Linked DNA regions of Capsicum annuum: region 1 is linked to region 2. A link is a contact called in public Hi-C data. All regions are on one chromosome and are shown on one strand. Each heading gives the region's core, a stretch centred on a gene start, on an enhancer-like site or on the middle of the called end of the contact. The rest is flanking DNA. Distances are from core to core; before and after follow the strand shown.

Region 1 (5,168 bases), core at 2,424-4,923, 580 kb after region 2:
AGCTAAAGTTTACGAGCAATGCAGTTTTGCTCTTGTGAAACCATCTTCTTTTGAAGAATCAGCAAGTCATGAAGCTTGGATTTCCATAATAGAGGAAGAGCTTGCTATGATTAATAAAAATGATACTTGGGAGCTGGTTGATAGGCCCAAACAAAAGACTGTCATCAAATCAAATGAGGAGACTGATACCAAAAAAATATATCCTTGTGTTATGAAGTTGCTTTAGAAAGGGTAAGTTCTAAAATCTTGAATCCTAGAGCTTCAAACTTTTCCATCATATTTGGGTCACCAGATAATAAAGATTTGGAGGAGTTTAGAGAAAGGCGAGAACTCAACATGATAAAACTAAACAAAAGCAAATCATTAACGAGAAATCTTCATGTTTTGAAGAAGAAAGAGGAGTCATGCAAAAACTATCAAGATTTTCACTAAGGCGCGGTTCAAAGCTTCACTTGAGTTCTTCCACAACAAGTTTAGGGTAGCTTCTAAAAAATCACTTTAAGGGGGAGTGTGAAAATTTTAAAGTAGATTTTTTGGAATCATAGATTTCTAGTTAAGTGTCTAGAATAGTCTAGTAAATTTCTAGGATAATCATGTTGAAGAAATATCTAGATATTTAGGTAATTCTAGTTAGAAGAATCTAGAAAGAAATTGTGTAGTCTATTTGATATTTATATTTAGGAAAGAGCTAGAGGGTGCTAGATATTTGAGGGAGATATTTGTCTAAGAACACTCTAGATTTGTAGCATCTAGAATCATCTCTACATAAGTATAAATAAGGGATGACATTAGACATTTGTAACCATCTAGAAAATAGAAAACAAAGCAAAAAAGTTTCAGTTTTTCCCTTCCCTGCAGTTCTTTTGTAGCAATTTACAGCTACAATTTCCTTATATTTTCTCCTTGTAGCTTTACTCTCCCTATCCTTTTTGTTTTTTACACTAATGATGAGAAGTTTCAACTACCATTTTGTTTTTTACACTAATGATGAGAAGTTTCAACTACCACAATAAGAGTTTTTTTCTACTCTCTAGACCACCATCATGACCATCACCACCACATACTAGGAACCTATCTAATTGCATAACTGTTGAGTTCCACTTTCTTTGTCACCATGTGTAGCAGTAATAGGTGAACTGGTGAGTGCTGGCTTAGACCTTCCAAGATCACTGCTTTTAGGTAATGCATTTTTTGTAAATCTTCCTCCATTGCCGTGTTCGGTTTTTCTCCATTTGGGTTCCCTTTGTCAACTATCTTAGGTGCAGTTTTCCTGAATAGTACTATCGGAGGATATTTGACAAAGTTGTCCACAATCCATCACAATTTGGTGGACGTGGTATCAGTAGCCATTCTGAGGAACTCGCTGTAGAGGCTTATGATCTGTTTAAGATTTTTTCTCTTCCTGTGGCAATTCCAAATTCAACAATGTATCCAAATGAAGCCACGAGCACCACTTTTGTCTCATCTTTTGTTTCTTCAAACCATAGTCTTTTTTAGTCCCTTTAAATTTTCATTCAAGAGGGGAGGATTGCCCAAGTCTATATTAGGAGACCAATTACCCATCCCTTTTCCGATGTGGGATACTTAACAAAAACAAGGCCCCTTAGTTTAAGACATTAGTATTTCTATAGAAAACCACAGCCAATCTTGACATTGGGCTAAAGATTTATTAGTTCTATACCGGTAAAAGTACACTGGTACGATTGGAAACCTTTATAGAGAGTAAATTTCCAAGCAGCTAATATTGGATTTCATACCTCAATACCGAGCTTTAGCTAGTTTTTTCTGATGCTTGGTGTGTTCAACAAATTCTTGTACCTCAATACCGAGCTTTAGCTAGTTTTTTCTGATGCTTGGTGCGTTCAACAAATTCTTGAATCTGTCGGTCATGCTCTCTAAGTATTCTATCCACATCGATTGGTTTTGATGCAGATGGAAGTGGACCAAAATATTGATTGTCTACCAGGAAGTCAAGGCTATCTGATTCAGGGAAGACAACAATAGTTCAATAAGTTGGTTCTTCTTTACCTTGGAGTTACTACCTTCCCCTTCCACCACTTTTGTCTTGTCAGACTTCATGCATTGAGCATCTTTTAGGATTCCTGCCTCGTGCTCTCCTGGTAAGACCTGCATATTGGCCGATTTGGCCGGTAAAAGAGTAGAAATTTGGTCATTAGCAGTAAACTCATGTCTAGTCGATGTCGATGGACCTAAAGAATGATTGCTTTTCTCCTTAGAGTCATGGTCATTCCCTTTAACTGTTAATCCCTTCTCAAGACTCGCATGCTGAACAGCTTTGAGGATTATGGCATCGTGCCCTATGAATAAATCCGTCATTTTGTCTAATGAAGCAGGTAATGGACCTGACCACTTCTTTCTCTTGATTACATAGTCATCATGAATTGGTTCTTTCCTAATAGCTCTCAGATCATACCTTTGATGAGGAGTAGCAGATCTCTGAGTATAATTCTCTGAGCCCTCTTTTCTGCTGGACTCCTGAAAATATGCGGAAGAGTTTGTTCCTTCATTTGAAACACCTCCTGAGACATATTCATTTATTCCTTCTATCCTATTTCAGGCTTTTGAATTGGTAAGGATCCGTCTTCTATCTATGTTGCTCTGTAATTCTGCATTAGCTTCATGTGCTGGAATTGCTCTTACACTTCTAGCACGTGCATACTTCCACCTCCTACTCCCCTTGATTTCTGTCATTTTTGCATCTTGGAATTTTGCATCAATCTCTTTTCTGGCAAGATATTGTGGCAAACTTGAGGGATCACCAGCAAATGGTTCTGTTGTGAAGAACTCTCCCTGAAGAGCAAGAGCTGCAGTCCCTCGATATTCAGTTTCGATGGAAAGTAAAGTGTCCATTAGTCCTACAGCCGTCACAGGAAGACCATGAAAGGTTGCTTGAATTTTTCGTCTATAAGGCATCATTGGCTTAAATATTGGTGCTTTAGACAATTTGGATTTTAGCCAAAAATCATCAGATGCAGAACCACAGAGATTGAATCTTCTATACAATTGCTCAACTTCAGTTTTACGGGGCATAATAGGCTTGCCAGTAAATAGTTCACCAAGTACACAACCAACACCCCATAAATCAACTCCCAACTCCATAAGAATTTGACCCTAGCAAAAGTTCTGGTGGCCTGTACCAGAGAGTCACAATCTTGCTGGTTAATGGCATGCTTTGTTCTGGATCAAAAAATGTTGACAGCCCAAAATCTGCAATTTTTAGGATACCTTTTTTGTTAACTACAGGTTGGAAGTTTTTACATCTCAATTCAAGATACCACGACTATGGCAATGATCAAGCCTTTTAAGCAGCTGGTTCATGTAACATTTGATCTCAGGTTCAGAAAACTTGACACCTTTTTGTTCTTGAATTCCCTTGAGATCATATTCCATGTAACCGAAAACAAGGTACAAACTGCAGTTTATTGGTGGGGTGATTAAATCTTCCAATTTGATAACGTTTGGGTGATCACAAAGCCTTCTCAATATGATTATCTCTCTTGCTATAAACTTGACACTCTCGGGATCAAGATTGTCAAAACGAACTTTCTTCAGGGCAGCAACTTTGTTGAGCACAGTATCTCGAGTCTTGTAGAGATTACTGTAAGTTCCCTGGCCAATCTTACCTAGTTTCTCAAAAGTATCAACTCTTCTTGGAAGCCATCCATTTAAAGCATCACCAGCAGCTGCAACAAGCCAGTTAGGCCATTCAACAGCAACTAGTTCACTTTCTATGCCTTTTGGTACACCTCTGCTGAGTCTTGTATTCAGTCGCTTCTTCCTGGTGCTAACGTTTTCTTCCTTTTCCTTTGCCATAAATATATTAAGTTCATCTATAGGGCTTAATAATGAAGGTGGTGATGTTCTTGTGTTTTCCAATGCAAACTAATCTTAGTCTTCTTTTACATTCAGATAACAGCACAAACTAATTATTCTTTCTTAAACCTTTGGTTATATACCAAGAAAATCACAAATCAAGGAGATTCACTCCTTCAAAAAGCAATGATAGTGATTTTTCTATTCCTATATCTATATACTATATACTGTATATACTATATATTTATTTCTATAATTAATAAGTAAAGGTTTTGGTGGTACAACAAGGGACATTTTTGATATTTTTATTTTTTTGTGCAGCCTTTTGATGACATGTATGCCCATGTGTGGCTTTTCATGGTACCACCATCTGTGGATACAGAAAGTCTTTTTTCACTTTTTCTTCCCTTTTACAGCTTATACTTTTTGTTTCTTGTTTGAATCAAAGATCAAGATCCACAAAGCTGTGTTAAAAAAATTTGGTATCGTCCTTTTTTCTCAGCATCTGCTTTCCACTTCTTGTTCTTCCTCATTCTTTGATGTTTTTAGTTGATCTTTTCATCTGTACAATCTGTGTTTTTTTTGGAGGTTTTTATTAGTGGTCGTTTTCTTGAGTTATAAAATTTTTAGAGTTCGTGTGTTTCAAAATCTCGGTCTCACATGCATTTTGGGATATATAATAGTTTCTGATTTCCAATAGGTAAGATGACATTTGAAGATAAATGGGTTCTTTGAAGTGCCTATTGAGGGTGATTTAAACTTCTGCTCTCTTTGGCGAACAAACTTATCGGCTGTCTCTATTTTTCCTATTTCTAATAAAAATTGTATCTTCAACTTTTCCGCTAATTTTTGGTTGAATTTGTAAATGCATGTCAATAATTTCAAGAGTTTATCTTATTTTATGCCTCCTTTTCACTGGGTTTTTGATTTTGCATATATTATCGTTTTAACAGTTTTTTTTGGGCTTAATTTTGCTTTGGTGCTAATTGCATCGCTTGTACTTAAGCAAAAATATTTAGTACATTCAAGTGCTAGCTTATTTACGTTTTACCTGTTGTATTAAGATCATGGTCTCTCAATAGTGGTCTCTGTTGATTATTTCCCGCGGTCAACAACTGAATGGATTCCTTATGCATTTCATGCTTCATATTCCAATATGATTTCCATGTCTCTTTATCATAGCATCAGCCCCTGTGAAAATATTCAAGAAGTAAAGTGTTTTTCTACTCTCTTTCTTAATTTGTTTAAGGTTCAATTCCTCATGTAAACCCAAGTGCTTATAAGCTAATATCAACCAAAAGTCATAATTGGTCACCCTAATTTATGACCTTAGA
Region 2 (4,835 bases), core at 553-3,052:
TCAAGTTAAAGGGTGCCACATAAAATGGGACGGAGGGAGTATATTGGAATATGTAAAGAGGAAGGACGTCTAAGCAACTATGCTAGTATTGGCATTTCAAAGAAGAAGGATGTCTAATGTTTTGCCTTGAGAATGTGGTGTCTTTGCTCTATATGTTTAAATAGATAAATTCCTCGTGGAGATGGATGGGGAGGTAGCAGAGTTCAAAGATACCTTTAAATGAGAGATTCTCTCAATATTTGGTTATATTTGTCTCTGGCAACATTTTAATGTATCAGAGTTGCTGCTGCACCTGGAAATACAATACTGAAACCTATCCAGCAGCTCTATGGTATAGTTGTAATTTTAGCATTGATGATATTCTTAGCATTTCCTCCTACTTGCAGGAAATACATTCCCATCCCCAGTGCAGATGGTAGAAGTGGAGGTGAAGCTTGAGGACAACTCGGATTATGACTCTAAATCTGAGGACGAAGGATAAAGGACCTGTCTTTGTTTTAGTGAGTTTTTGTAGTAAGTTGTTTATCGACATTTGCATTTGTGATCTGCATTAGCATTGATGGGATCTACTTTTCTGTTCCATCTAGAGGATCTACATTTTAATCGATCAGTTCTAGTTTAGAGTCATTTGTCTTGGCCCTGCTTTTATCTCTATGGTTTCTCTTACGTCTCATGAGATTTCTCTCTTCTGACCCAGAGACGTAAGTTGTTTCTTGGTTGTGACCTAGTCTCCCAGGCAATACCTTTAGGGGTCGTTTGGTAGGAGGTATCCCGTAGATAAAATTTAGAATCTTCCCCTTATATTGGGGTTTGGGGGGAAGGGTGGGAGGATAACTTTATCAAAAGGCTGTTGGGGGGTTTTGGAAACTTGAATTGATTAGAAAATTACTGCTGGAAGCTTTAAACAAGATTTTTGTGTTTGATAGTACAATTTGGTTTATCCAAAAAATGGTAAAATGTGCATTTCTTTAATTGTATATTTTGTTAAATTTGCAGGCTTTTAGTAAACTTGTAAATTCTTTGAAAACCTGGAAAACATAAGAAGCTGCGCTTACCTCAGGAAGGACGAGCAAGCAAAGTTACACATCAGAATTTAAGCTCTTCCATCCGTGCTCTTGTTCGGTGTAGTGGTTCAATGCTCAGCTTACCTAGAAAAATCTATGTATTTATGGTGTTTAACTTTATGATCTGGAAAAATAATCAGCCTGTTAAATTTAATGCTTTTTGTTTTTGGTCTAATGTGTTGTTGCCATGGCTTTAACCTGTTGTCAGCGATGTCATCATCTCGGTTGTTCAGTTGGCTGACTTGTCATCTATTACGGTGATGTTACACCCCTTAGAAAGATACTAAAGATGTAATAAAGTGAGTACTTCAATGAAGTGGGTATCGATAAAATGAGTACTTCAATGAAGTGGTTATCGAATTATGATGTCACAAGTTCAAATCTTATTAGAGGAGAAAACGCTGGTGATTTCTTCCCCCATCTATTTTAGACTTAGTGGATAAAGTTACTTGGGAATTTTTGGTTGGTTGGATGTAGTGGTTGGTTGGATGTAGGTATCTCGTGGAATCAGTTAAGGTGTGCAAAAGTTGGTTCGAACAAAAGTTGGTTCGAACATTACGGGCAGGAAAGAAAAAAACAAAGAAATAGTTTGAAGCTTAAAAGGGCAAGCTAAGCCAATACTAACCTGATGAATAGGGAACTAAAGTATCACCACAAAATTAAGCGTAGGAAGAGTTGTGATGTCCTAAACTACTAAAACAAAAGAATTAAGACCAAACTGGACATATTGAGCAAAACAATAAGTTAGCTAAATGTTCCAGTACTTCATCACTATTTGTACACGTTCGACTAAGTTATGTTGTCGGTTAACACGAGAAAAATATAACAACACATTATTTATAACAAGATATATAAATTGGCTTAAAGTATTCTAAAAACTATTTCAGTAATGCAAAATGTTTTTAAGGATAAAACTAGTCAACTTCCACGAAAAATGGCGCACGAACAAGAAAAATTCTAACAAAACGAACTAGTTATGATGTTTGTGTAGTTAGTAGAATTTATATTGTTCGTAATTATGTAAATTTTAACTTCAAATTACAAATGAAGTTAACTATCAGAAATTGGATCAGGCAGCAATTTCTAGCTTGCTATATGATTAAAAACTTATAAATAATTTCGTAAGTTTATCTTAGTCACAAATAATATATATCATTTATCAATTTAGTGAATAATTTATCTGCTAAAGTCACTTATGCTTTAGTTATATACAGTTAAAGGTGGAGGTGTAAGACGAGACGTTTTACCTGATACGAGGTGAAACGTAAGCCTCGAGGTGATAAGGCGTAAGTCTCCGGATTCTTTAATTTTTAATAATTTATAATTAATATAGTTATCAATAAATATTTTTCGAAAGAGATAAATCACACAAAAAATGTATGTTTTACATCAAAATTATAAAAAATAAGTGAAATTATAAAAAATAAGTGAAATATATATCTAAAGCTGATTCAGTAAAAAAAGAACAAAAAACTAACAAAAGCCACATAACACAACTAATAGATAGAGTTAACTTTCATATAATAAACTATTATATGTCTTCAAAAACAAAAAGTTTGTATAAAAAATATTACATAATTAATCAATCCCACCTTTCCATTACTCAATATATTTACGCATTCATTTACCATATATTGTATTTTAAAAGAGACCAAAAAAAGTAAATCGCTTAAAAGCTTGTCACTATGCGACTTAAAATGATCTAAAAGAAAAGAAAGAAAGTAGGAAGAAGAAAGTATACTTATCACCTTCTTGAGTAGCGGCGACGTCGACATCCACCGACAAATACATTTCAAAGTGTGACTTTTAAATTTTCTTTTACTTTTAATTTGAGTAGAAGTATTTACCAATCACATATTTTAGAATTATGTTTAAATTATTGATTTAATAAGAAAAAAATATTTTACCTTGTAAACTTTGTAGGCTTGCGCCTAATTTGTGCCTCGCGCTTAGGTGAACACCCAATGCTTTAGGCGAACGCCTCAAATTTTGAAGCGTTTGCCTTTCGATACTTTTGCCTCCCCATAATGCCTCTGAGTGTTATTGGCTATGCCTCGATACTAAAATTTATATAGTTAGTTGTTATTTGATATTTTAAATCTTTTTTTTGGTAAACTGTAAAACTTACCATACCAACCAATCAAAAAATACATCTAAAGAGCCCCTAATTCCTAGCTATTTATTAAAGGAAATTAGACCTTAGGAAAACTAATTACAAAGCCTAGCAATAAAATCTATACACTTAGTAGCCTGTTTGGATCCTATATACATTCTCAATCTCTGTATTACTATTAGCTTTGTCTGATGGACTATAAACTCGGACTGCAGATTCTTTTTCTTGAATATCTTCCAATTCCTTGCTTGTCAAGCATGATAGATCACAACACCAAATACAACCACAGTGATCTCTTTTTTGAGTCTACACCATCTTTTAGAAATAATCTTCTGGATTGTCTGTTGTATACTCTGTTGAGGAAATTGATCCCAATCTGTGCAATCATATACTACCACAAATTTTTGGTCTAGGAAGATGTAAAACAAAGATGACTAATATCCTGAGTATCTCCTGAATCATAAAGCACACACCTTAAAGTATCACATTGGATCCCCATGCCAAACATTCTATCCTTAGAAGTCTTTTTTGCACTGCCAGCCAAACTACAAACCTGTGCTTTGGTGTTAAAATTCTACTCTAGATTATTCTTGCATTAGACCACTGTGGTTTACTTCTCATCAAGGCCTAGTATTCTATGGATACACGATAGTGTCCATTACCTGTTAATGTAAATTCTCCATTAGTGTACTAACTTCTCATGTCAGTCTATAATATATGCAATTTCCTCCAGTACTAGTTGGAAATGGTTTGTGATTTCAGAAATTAGGATCATCCTTCATATAGATACCGTGAATCCATTTAACCCACAAAGCCTCTTTTCTATGTATGAAAAGCCAGACAAGCTTTCCTATTAAAGCCATATTCCAAACCTTATGATCTATAATGTTCAACCCACCTTTTTTCTTTGGTCTACGTACACTGTCCCGTGCCATAGGAGTTGTTCTTCTATTTTGTTTTGTGCAATCCCATAAAAGTCTCTTCATTGTTCATCCACTTCCTTGGCCACGCTTTGATGAGTATAAATCCTGACCCTTAAAAATTGTGTAAAGCAAAAAATGTAGAGTTAATAATCTAAACTCTTCCTGCATAAGACAAATGTCTTGTAGCAATGACTCTGATTCTAGTGATGATCTTCATACTTAACTGATAACAATCTATTTGCTCCATTTCTTAGGTGAGAGAGGTAACCTTAAATATTTTATCGCAAAACAATCAACTTGGAACCCTGTAGGTCTCAGTAAGTTCTGTACCACTTTCTTCTTTACTCCTGCTATAAAGATGCTAGACTTGTCTGAGTTAGCTTCCAAGCCTGTCATATTAAAAAAATGAGTAAGTGCCTCCATTATCCTCCTAATAGATGCCTTATTCTCTTTGCAGAAGATCATTTGTAAAGGTGAGATTATTTGTTGATCCTTGCACATTCGGTGGTATCTAAAGTCTGATAGTTGTCCCAATTGCTTCAAGAGTTTAGATACGTATTCCATAACCATCACAAAGAGCAAGGGGGACATAGGATCCTCTTAACTTAACCCTCTTCTACCCCACCATTAATCTTGATAGAGAAAGTAGTTGTGGTAACACAAGCCATGATCATCTGCCTGAATTTTTCTAGAAAACCATACCTTATCAACATCTCATCCACAAACTCCCATTGG

What was found. A called contact is a pair of places that touch in the nucleus more often than the background predicts.
Region 1: a contact with region 2 is called in a Hi-C map of leaf, with 2.6 times the contacts expected there. The contact joins two enhancer-like sites. A contact is called at or near these places in 2 of 5 Hi-C or Micro-C datasets (leaf and placenta).

Annotation. Positions count from the first base shown.
Region 1 is chr7:77,312,253-77,317,420 of UCD10Xv1.1, forward strand. It overlaps the pseudogene LOC107877972. Among protein-coding and RNA genes, the nearest start is that of LOC124885588, 5.9 kb to the right of the region's middle. Within about 2 kb of position 3,674, at least 1 of the 5 cell types and tissues checked has an H3K27ac peak or open chromatin away from gene starts, as enhancers often do. A contact at or near this core is called in leaf, where this site is marked.
Region 2 is chr7:76,738,194-76,743,028 of UCD10Xv1.1, forward strand. It overlaps LOC107877881, which reads left to right. Exons shown (of 3, transcript XM_016724666.2): 2 at 387-500; 3 at 997-1,239. The coding sequence ends at 481. Among protein-coding and RNA genes, the nearest start is that of LOC107877881, 20 kb to the left of the region's middle. Within about 2 kb of position 1,803, at least 5 of the 5 cell types and tissues checked have an H3K27ac peak or open chromatin away from gene starts, as enhancers often do. A contact at or near this core is called in leaf, where this site is marked.